Linked DNA regions of Sus scrofa: all the other regions are linked to region 1. The links are chromatin contacts, called in public Hi-C and promoter capture Hi-C maps. All regions are on one chromosome and are shown on one strand. The core of a region is the stretch at or near the end of the contact, and the rest is flanking DNA. Distances in the headings are between cores, read along the strand shown. Region 1 has its middle 94 kb from the start of SLC2A1. Region 2 holds the start of ZNF691 (zinc finger protein 691). Region 3 overlaps ZNF691 (zinc finger protein 691).

Region 1 (3,343 bases), core at 588-3,087:
GCTGCAGCTGACCACCTATGCCACAGCTATGGCAATACCGGATCTGAGCTGTATCTGCGACCCATTGCAGGGTGCAGCAATGCCGGAACCTTAACCCACTGAGCGAAGCCAGGGATTGAACCCATCTCCTCACAGAGACAATGTCTGGTCCTTAACCCACTGAGCCACAACAAGAACACTGATCCCTGATTCTTTTTTTTTTTTTTTTTGTCTTTTTTGCCATTTCTTGGGCTGCTCTCGCAGCATATGGAGGTTCCCAGGCTAGGGGTCGAATTGGAGCTGTAGCCACCAGCCTACGCCAGAGCCACAGCAACGTGGGATCCGAGCTGCGTCTGCAACCTACACCACAGCTCACGGCAACGCCGGATCGTTAACCCACTGAGCAAGGCAGGGACCGAACCCGCAACCTCATGGTTCCTAGTCGGATTCGTTAACCACTGCGTCACGACGGGAACTCCTGATCCCTGATTCTTAATGAAGCAGTTTTTAAAAATGGACAGTTGAAATGGTATAACACACACACACACACACACACACACACACACACACACACACAGAGTTTTGATTGTAGAAATAAAACATGCTTCTGTATAAATTTAGAAACACATACGAAAGTACAGGGAGGCAACACAAAACGTATCTGTAATTCTGCCACCCAGAGATACGCATTTTTACCTTGTATATTAATATTTTAATTTTACAGTGTGTATCACGACCTTCCACTTTTTTCCTCTGCTGATATTCAGAGACAGAAAGCGGGGTCATGTGCGCCCCGTTTGGCACATCCCTTGTTCATTCAGCAACACGCTTTGGCTGATTTTCCATGGTAATACCTATGCCTCGAGATGCTTCCTCTTTTAGCACAGTCCAGTCAGGGAGGCAAGCCAAGGATGGGATCCTGCGACGGTGAATCAGAGCTGGGCAATGGCTTAGATGGGGCTGTGGTCACCACACCGGACAGGAGCCCACCGGCCGGGCTCATGGAGTCCTGGATCCGGTGACCTCCGGCTCCCCTCTGGCTCACATGAGTGAGGTGTTTGCTCTCTGGACCTCAGAACACGTGCCAGAGTCACAAAAGGGTTATGAGTGAGTCTTTGAGGTCAGCTGCCAACACTGTGGATGGTGGAGAGAGAGGAGGAGAAGATAAACGGTGACCATCACGCTTCTGCGGGTCAAGGAGCCTCTTTCAGCTTCAGTTTCTTTCTTTCTCTTTCCTTCTTCCTCCCTCCCTCCATCTCTCTTTGCCTGCCTGCCTTCCTTCCCTCCTTCCTTCCACACTCACAGCATGCAAAGTTCCTGGGCCAGGGGTGGAACCCCAGCTGCTGCAGTCAGATTCCTAACCCACTGTGCGATAGCGGGCACTCCCAAACCTCAGTTTCTCCATCTGAAGAATGAAGCAGTCACGTTCGCTTTCTCTGCCCGCCAGGACTGTGGTGACATTCCGATGGGATGCACTGGCACGATGCCCGAGAACAAGGACTATTGGGACAGTATTTGGACCCACAGGATCCCACTTGTCATCCCAGCAACCCTATGAGGTACATACTATTTTTGCACCGGATTTTTCCGGGTGAGGAAACCGTGGCTTGCAGAGGTCATTTGTTCAAGGTCACGGGTAGGAAATGGCAGAGTCGGATTCAAGCCCAGGTCTCTCGTTTACCAATGGCATGGGTCTCTACACTGCTTCATTCTGATGTGTGGCGTGGGCCTGAGCAGGAGCGGGGATCAGAAGGGCCCTGGGAGGTGGGCCTTGGCCCCCTTGGTTTAGCTGTTGTCGGCCTAGGCACCATCACCGGTGGGGAGTGGCTGCCCTCTGTTGTTCTAAATGCGACTTGTCCCGACAGAAAGGAGAGGGAACAAGCTGCTTGCTGCAGAAGCGGAGTGGGATGACCTTGGGATAACCCCAACGGGCCCTTTCAGGGTTGGGGGCTCAGGGGAAGTTAGTGTACGCCCACATCTCACTGGATACGAGACTGTGGAGCAGAGGGCACTGGCAGACGCTTCATCGATTTCAGCCCCCATCTGCCTCTCAGCTGGGGGTCATTTTACAGGGTAAGTGGCCACATTCTGTTTCTGACTCAAGTGCTAGTTAGAAGGGTGTCACATTATTATTATTCTTTAAACTCTACATTAATGTTTCATAGGCACTTCTGTATCCATGTGACAACGCAACGGAAGAAAATAGAATTGTTGCCAACCCTTATGGGGCAGTTTTTACTCTGGGCAGATGTCATTGGACTGGCATCAGATTGCAAAGTGGTGCAGGCAAGGATGTGGCCTTTCATGGGCTTTCTCACGTGTTAGCTTGCTTTATAGTTACCAGAACCCTATGAAGAAGTTTTTTGTTTTTGTTTTTGTCCTTGCTTACAGCATGTGATGGAGGTTCCCTGGGCCAGGGACTGACCCCATGCCATAGCAGCGACCCGAGCTGCAGCAGTGACAACGCTGGATCCTTAACCTGCTGTGACACAAGGGGATTCCTTTTTTTTTTTTTTAATGAAGAAGTTATTTATGGTCATTTTGCATGTGAGAAAATAGGCTCAAGTCATCCGTCTAGTCTGAAGCTGAACTTTCCAAGATGCCACATCGCCCCCCTGTGGCAGCCTGGGGGGTTACTCAGTAAATACGCTCCAGCAGCAAGCCCCCTGAAATCTTCCACATCCAAAGATGTGCTTGGTTCTTTGTGACTGGAGAGGACTGATGCAATAGCTGCCCTTCATTTTGGAAAGAATATTCCATAATGTTCTATAATTATCGCTACTTGATCTTCCAAAGCCTTGCCTTCCATAGGCCGCTGAGTCTAGCCAATTACAGGTGATAATTTAAGGAACTACGTGCCATGGATTAGCGGTGTTAGAGCAGGCGCTGGCGAATTTTATCTTTAAAGGGACGGTCAGTAAACATTTTAGGCTTTGCGAGGCATAAGGTTCCTTCACAGCTACTCAATTTTGCCATCGTGGTGGGAAACCAGCCATTGGCCGCACATAAATGAATGGACATGCTGTGTGTTCCCCTAAAGCATCATTTACAAAAATAGGAGGGGGGCCCGACAGTTGTTGGCCAACTTCTCCCCTAAAGGAGACAGTCCTTCTAAGGTAAAGGACAAGTTATGTATGTATGTATGTATTTCTCTTTTTGTCCTTTCAGGGCAGCACCCGTGGCACATGGAGGTTCCCAGGCTAGGGGTCAATCGGAGCTACAGCTGCTGGCCTGCACCACAGCCACAGCAACGTGAGATCTGAGCCGTGTCTGCGACCTACACGGCAATGCCGGATCCTTAACCCACTGAGCGAAGCCAGGCATTGAACCTATGTCCTCACGGGTGCTTGTCGGGTTCATTGCC
Region 2 (3,343 bases), core at 289-2,788, 160 kb before region 1:
CTGGGCACCCCACAGCCCAGTCAAGGTGACACATATAATTAACTATCACAGCACCCAAGTGGAATTTGTCGTTTGCTTTTGTGCAGTCCTTAAATAAAAGTTTGGTATTCATCCTGTTATTTTCACTGTGAATCCGAAGTTGTGGGGAAAGGCTTTGGGCTAGCAGGAGGAAAGCATGTGATAGGATTGGTTTTTGGGCAGCCTTGATTCCACTCAGGTAAGTTTTACCCGCAGTTAAACATAAAGCCACAGTTTGCTTCTGAGTCTCTGCCTTCTTAGGATTTCATTTATATCAGTTTATAAAATAGTTGCAAATATGGGTCCTTTATATTTCCCTCATCCATATTCAGTTTCAAACATACTTTCGTGAGCATCCCAATCTTAAAATTGATTCACATTGTTCACACTGGCTGCACCCAAGAAAACTTAACAGCAGGAAAGAGAACTGACATTTGTGGAGGCAGAAGCTTTACATATATTAACTTATTTAATCTCTACAAAAATAATTCTGCCAGCAATTTTATAGGGGAAGGAAATAATGCTCTAAAGGGTTATGTAGTAGAACTGGGATGATAAATCTAGTGTTTCTAGCTCTGAAGATGATACTCCTCTTTTTGCACTGAACTACTCTGAAGATATGAAAGACCTGTAGAATTTTAGCCTACATATTCAATTAGACTTTTTTTTTTAAAGTTAAACCCGGAAAAAAAAAAAAAAAAACCCTAATCCTGGATATGCCTTAGTGGTCTTCTTGTGTCTGGATTGAGGAATGAACAGTCAGGTTTAATTTCAAAGCACCCAGAAAAATCCCTCTGCAGGGGCTTTGGAAAACTGAAGGTAGTTTCTTGGGCAGGAAACCTTTAGCTTCTCTGACAAATGGACTGGATTGGTTGATCTTTAAACCCTCTTCAGGGAAGACACAAATTAGGAGTATGGGATTAACAAATACAAACTGCTATACATAAAACAAAAACCCAACAAGTATTTACTGTATAGCACAGGGAATCATACAAAGTATTTTGTAATAACCTATAATTTTGTATAATCTGTAAACAACAACCCCAAATCACTATGCTGTACTCCCACGAAAGTAACAAACTATTACAAATAAACTATACTTGATATTGTTTATAGTCAATACAAACAAACAAACCAATAAATAGACCCCTTTCCGGTTCCACCATCCTTTGACTTTAAATTATGAACCTCAAGTGACGTGCAGAACTCTGGTTTCATGCGATGTCATCAAGGGTCAGAGTAAAGAAATTCTGAGTTCATGACCCCTTGGAGGTCATGAAGGTTAGGTCGACATATTCTACAACTTCCCAGACCGGTGGCCCTGCAAGCTGGGCTTTTAACGCTGGAGCGCAGAAGGAAATCCCAAGACCTTAAAGGGAACCCAGTTTCCATCACTAAATTCTAAACTTTACGAATTTCTTCTCCACGGCCAAAATCTTCGCAGAACTACAACTCCCAGCGGGCCACGCAGGAGGCCAAATCTTATTGGCAGCCTCGCCTGTGCGTTGCGGCATCCAGTGTAGCCAATAGAAAGGAAGGACAATCCTCAGGCACCAATCCTGAAGAGGCAGGGCGGGTCCTTTATGGGTTCCGGTTCCGGCTCCTCCCCCCCGGGGGCCAAACGAGGCGGCGCCGTCCCTGACCCAGCGGCGGGAGCGAGGTGGGTCGCGTTTGGGCCCGAGGACGCGGCGGGGAGGCGCGCATGGCTTCTCGGGGACCTGTAAAAGCACCTCCTTCCCTTTCACCGGGGCGTTGGTGCTCGGGTTTTGCTGCCCGGACCTTGTGGGGAGCAAGTGGGGCCCCACCCCCTGTTCCCTTCCCAGGGCCTGCATGGCCAGGCTGCTGGCCCCAAGCCCCTGCCCTCCCGCCCTAATCCTGTTGGCCTTTGAGTACTCCAGCCCCGCTGTCACTGACCGAACCTTTGGAGTCGGCCTCTCCTCTCGCACCCCTTCGGCCCTAACCCCGCCAGCAGCTCTGAACCCAGCTCGGGTCCTTGGGAGGACGCTTGTACCCTCAGACCCCGCCCCGCCACACACAACCGCGCCTCTTGGGCGGGTCCCCTGACCACCTCCTCGGACCCTCTAACTCTTTTGGTTAACTCTAACTCTGACCCCGTTTCCACCCCCGGTACGATTCCCTGTTCTTTAATGCATTTTCCCCGGACTTTCCAAACTCCTCCTTTCCCCATCCCACCCCCAGCTCTCGACTCCATCCTAAAGATCAAGCTTGGCCCTCCACCTCTAGTCCAGGCCTTTGGTCTTCGGCATCTGTGATGACCAGCCCCACCTTCTTGGCGCTTACGTCTTAGACCTGGTTCCTTTTCCACTCCCTCAATCCCTTCCACCCTTGGGCCTCCCTGTACCTCTGAGCCTCCTGGGAAGATAAGCTCCATGGGCCTCTTTCTCCGCTCCACTCTGAAATGTGATATGACAGTGCCTTTTTACTTTACCTGCCACTGTCTTCTCAGTAAATAGTGGGCTCCCCATCCCTGTCAGTCCCAACCTTGCTCACCCATCCCACAAGACGTGCCTCAAAGACTGCCTTTTCGGTGAAGCTAAGCTGCTCATCCTTGATCTTTAAAGGGAGTTATGCCTGTGTCATCAGACCTTCCCTGGCGTGTTGTTATTTCCTTCTTTCCTTTCTTCCTTCCCTCTTTCTCTCCTCTCCCTCCAATACTGGTGCCATGCTTAAAAGCACTGGCTTTTGAGTGATGGGCATGGGTCTCAGTCCTGCCGCTCCTAGTCCTGCTGTGTGCCCTTGGGCACATTACAGTGTCCCTGCTTCTCCTGGGACATAGCCTTCTACCCTGTATGACAGTTTCTGGAGTTCATGGCCTGTTCGATTGCACTGTACCATAAACTCTTTTAGGGTAGCGACTGTAATCCCAAGTCTTTTTCCTCTTATTTTGACCCAGCATTCAGCCCTGAGTAGAGTCAGAGTTTGATATATGCATCATAGGTTCTCAGAAGAGCAGGATTGGTAGTGAGTGGAGGCCATGGAGCTCATTGCATAAAGAGACATATTGGAGTCCAGAGCTCGGTGGGGTGGGCAGGGGTAGGAAGTGACTTAAGACCATGACCAGGAGTTCCCGTCATGGCGCAGTGGTTAATGAATCTGACTGGGAACCATGAGGTTGTAGGTTCGGTCCCTGCCCTTGCTCAGTGGGTTAAGGATCTGGCGTTGCTGTGAGCTGTGGTGTAGGTCACAGACGCGGCTTGGATTCCACGTTGCTGTGGCTCTGGCATAGGACGGTGGCTGCAGCTCCGATTAGACCCCTAGCCTGGGAATCTCCATATGCCGAGGGAGCGGCCCTAGAAAAGGCAAA
Region 3 (3,343 bases), core at 618-3,117, 130 kb before region 1:
CAGCCCTAAACAACAACAACAACAACAACAACAACAACAAAAGCTTGTGCTCTTAACTAGTGTCATGTGGTTTTCCTGATGGCAGCCTCTGGAGAAGTCCCGTCGCTTCAGAACAATTAAATAAAATGTTTTGAAGTGACCTAATGTCTGCTGATATGCATTGTAGGTTGACTTTAAATCTAAGTAGTCAATTTCAGCTTGGAAAGAGACTTTACTGGCTCATGTCAACAGAAAATTCTGGCTTCAGGCAGGGTTGCTATAGACTTTTTTTTTTGTCTTTGCTATTTCTTGGGTTGCCATAGACTTAAACCCTTCGTCTCTCTATCCATCTGTCTGTGTTGCCTCCCTTCAGAGACAGGCTCTCTTTCCCCTCATGATGCAAGGTGGCTGGAGCTCTCCCTCTGGACTCAAGTATATAGCTTAAAAATGTGGCTGCCTCTCCCCCAGTGTTCCCGCAAGAGGGTCATTGCCTCTCATTGACTATGATTAGCCATGGGTCTGCTCTGGAACCATCATCGTGACTTAAGAAATGTGATGTTTTCACGGCCATGCCTGGAGTTGCAGGTTGACCCTCCTCCCCCAAATTGGTGGTGGAGTCAAATCTGCCACAAACATATGGGCTGAGAGTAGGGAGAGAACATTCCTCCTGAGGATGGGTGATTGGATGACAGGCAGCAAAAACAGATTCCACTGTGGTGGGCAAACTTCTCTCTTCAATTTCTTGAGATGCCTCACTATATCATTCACGTGTACTGCCGTCATATGGCCTTTCTTTTGGCCAGGAATCACGACACCACAGTGGAACCTAACTGTGTATCCTTTATTCTTCCCAGGATTGCATTTTGAGGGCAGGGATGTCTGTTTTGCCTTTCTTCAGTGACTGACATAAAAGTTGTTCAGGGACTTGTCTAATTAAACCAGATTGCAGGAGCCTGGGTTTGTTAGCCTCAGAAAAGAAATAAGCGAGATGGCAAGATGGGGACGTGTCCCGATGGTATTGTGGGTGGTAGCCATGTAGAGTAACGAGCGTACGTCAGATGCGCCAGACACTTCTTGATAACCTCTTTGTGTTAGGCTGCTTCCTGTTGGGGACAGTGTTCCAGTGGCCTCCACGGAGCAGCCAGTCTAGGCGGAAGGTGTTGGTTTTGTCCCGGATCCAGGTTAGAATGGGCCACCGTAGAGCCCTTGGTAATGGGTGGCATCCTGGAGAGCGTTGGGGTTGTCGTGTGGAGTGTTGGTTGGGTTTAAGGTTAATCGTTTCCACTTATTGAGCACCCCATCAAGTTCCTGATTCTCAAGGCCTGGAGCATGGGGACAAGCAGGTCAGAGGCTTCCAGACTAGGTCCAGGTCCTGACTTAGGGTTAAAACCCCCACTTCAGAGTGTGAAGAACCTAGCCATAAATAGACCTTAATGCTCACAAGACCATAGACAAAGGGGCAAACTGGAACAAAGCAGAGGCCCTGCTTCCAGACACCCAAAGGAATGGAGCATTGTCCCAGAGACAGTATATCTGCAGACACGGAAAGGGTACAGCTCAGTTCCAGAGGGAGGGTGTGTAGGAAGCCTAAGCTTGAGACTGAAATGAAGCTGACCATGCTTTTCACATGCTGTTCAGAGGAAGGACATCTTTATCAAACTGCACCCGTGCCGAGAACCTGGCTGTGGTCATTCAGAAGAAAGAAGAAGGCTTCCTTAGGAAGTGTGGGAAAACAGGAGCAGAGCTGGAGAAGGAGCCATTCAGAATGCTCTGTGAGAGAACAGCTCATTCCGTTTCCCCTCTGCCTTCCTGCAGAGAGAGACTAGTGATGGAAGGCAGCCCACCCTGACACATATCTCAGTGTATGTGGGTCTGAGATAAACCTGGAGAGCTTCCTGAGAGGGATGAGGGACTAGCCTGTCTTCCTGGTCGAATGGAAGCCCTGCTGCTGTATGTGGGCCCAGGACAGCTGCCCATCACTCATCCCTCAAAGCCTGCCAGATGCTCTCCTTGGCCAGATGTCCCAGGCTGGGGATGGAAGAGACCCTGTATAGGGAGCTGGCACCCTGTTGGCATAACAGGGGCAGAGTGAGCAAACAAAATCACAAGGGAAGCCAGAAGAATACTCAATCTGAGCCCTCCAGAAAAGCGGTCTTCAGACTGGATATGCATACTCCTAGGCGTTCACAAAAACTTTCCAAGGAGTATGTGAGCATATTTAGTTTAAAGGGCATCTATATAAAGAGCCTCAGCTTCCAGGTGTACTCGTTACAAAAATTAACCTGCCCGAGAGGAGTGGTGTTAGCAAGGTAGTGGGATAGGAAGCCTCAGACTTCCTTCTTCGACAGAGACATTAACTTACAGTGTGCAGTCCAAAAAGCCTTTATGAGACTTCCAGAAACCAGTTAAGAAGTCGCAGTACCCAGACAAGCTAAAAGCCAAGAACAGCTGCATTGAAGCAGATAAGAGGAAGCATTGCATTTCACCCGCAATAGCCCTTCTCCCAAGCTGGCACAGCTTGGAGCACTCAGGAATAGAAGAGAAACCATGGAGTGGGTGCTCTCAGATCACAGCGGAACTAAGCTAGAAATCAACAACAGGAAAATAGCTCTGTCATCCAAAATACATGGAAATTAAAGTAGTAAATAAGCTTTAAATAATACAAAACTTCTGAACAACACATGGGCCAAAGAAGAAACATCAAGAGAAATTTTACAATATTTTGAACTAAATGAAAATACAACTTACCAAAATTTGTGGGACATAGCAAAAGCAGTGCTTCGATGGCATTGAATCTAATATATTAGAAATATATATATATTAGAATATATGTGCATGTGTTTATAAATATAAATATATAAGAAATCTAACTTAGTAGAAAAGAGGAAAGATCTAAAATCAATAATCTAAGCTCTACATTTGGAAATTAGAAAAAGAAAATTAAATCCAAAGAAGGCAGAAGAAAAGAAAAGAAACAATGCAAAATTAGACCAGAAACGAATGAAAGTGAAAATAGGACATCCATAGAGAAAATTAACAAAACCAAAAACTCATTCTTTGAAAAGGTGAATAAAATTGATATGTCTCTAGCTAGGCTAAGAAAAAAGAGGACACAAATCACTAATATCAGAAGTGAAAAGGGGGACATCTGATCTCATGGACACTGAAAAAGATAAAGGAATTTTATGAGCAACTCTGTACCCACAAATTTAATAACCTAGATGAAATGGACCAATTCCTTGGAAGACATAAACTATCAAAACTCACATTAAGAGGAAACAAACAATCTGAGTAGGCTTATATTTATTAAAGAAATTGATCAATATTTAAAAAACTTCCCCAAACAGAAAACACCAGGCCCAGA

The links. Promoter capture Hi-C pulls out the DNA fragments that hold promoters and counts their contacts. Hi-C and Micro-C count contacts between places; a contact is called where the count stands out from the background.
Region 2: a promoter capture Hi-C map of fetal liver shows a contact between it and region 1, with 3 times the contacts expected there. The contact joins the promoter of ZNF691 here to the enhancer-like site in region 1. A contact is called at or near these places in 3 of 5 promoter capture datasets (fetal liver and liver), 23 of 47 Hi-C or Micro-C datasets (adipose tissue, alveolar macrophages, blood and 13 more) and 2 of 2 datasets of contacts at active chromatin or transcription factors (alveolar macrophages and skeletal muscle).
Region 3: a contact with region 1 is called in a Hi-C map of fetal liver, with 2.3 times the contacts expected there. The contact joins two enhancer-like sites. A contact is called at or near these places in 3 of 5 promoter capture datasets (fetal liver, fetal skeletal muscle and skeletal muscle), 34 of 47 Hi-C or Micro-C datasets (adipose tissue, alveolar macrophages, blood and 15 more) and 2 of 2 datasets of contacts at active chromatin or transcription factors (alveolar macrophages and skeletal muscle).

The regions. Positions count from the first base shown.
Region 1 is chr6:168,439,360-168,442,702 of Sscrofa11.1, reverse strand. No RefSeq gene overlaps it. Among named protein-coding and RNA genes, the nearest start is that of SLC2A1, 94 kb to the left of the region's middle. Within about 2 kb of position 1,837, at least 7 of the 83 cell types and tissues checked have an H3K27ac peak or open chromatin away from gene starts, as enhancers often do. A contact at or near this core is called in fetal liver, where this site is marked.
Region 2 is chr6:168,594,646-168,597,988 of Sscrofa11.1, reverse strand. ZNF691 (zinc finger protein 691) reads left to right here and starts at 1,538. Exons shown (of 3, transcript XR_002345245.1): 1 at 1,538-1,678. It overlaps ERMAP (erythroid membrane-associated protein), which reads left to right. Exons shown (of 13, transcript XM_021096912.1): 13 at 1-1,467.
Region 3 is chr6:168,572,160-168,575,502 of Sscrofa11.1, reverse strand. The region is part of intron 2 of ZNF691 (zinc finger protein 691); the gene reads left to right. Among named protein-coding and RNA genes, the nearest start is that of ZNF691, 23 kb to the left of the region's middle. Within about 2 kb of position 1,867, at least 1 of the 83 cell types and tissues checked has an H3K27ac peak or open chromatin away from gene starts, as enhancers often do. A contact at or near this core is called in fetal liver, where this site is marked.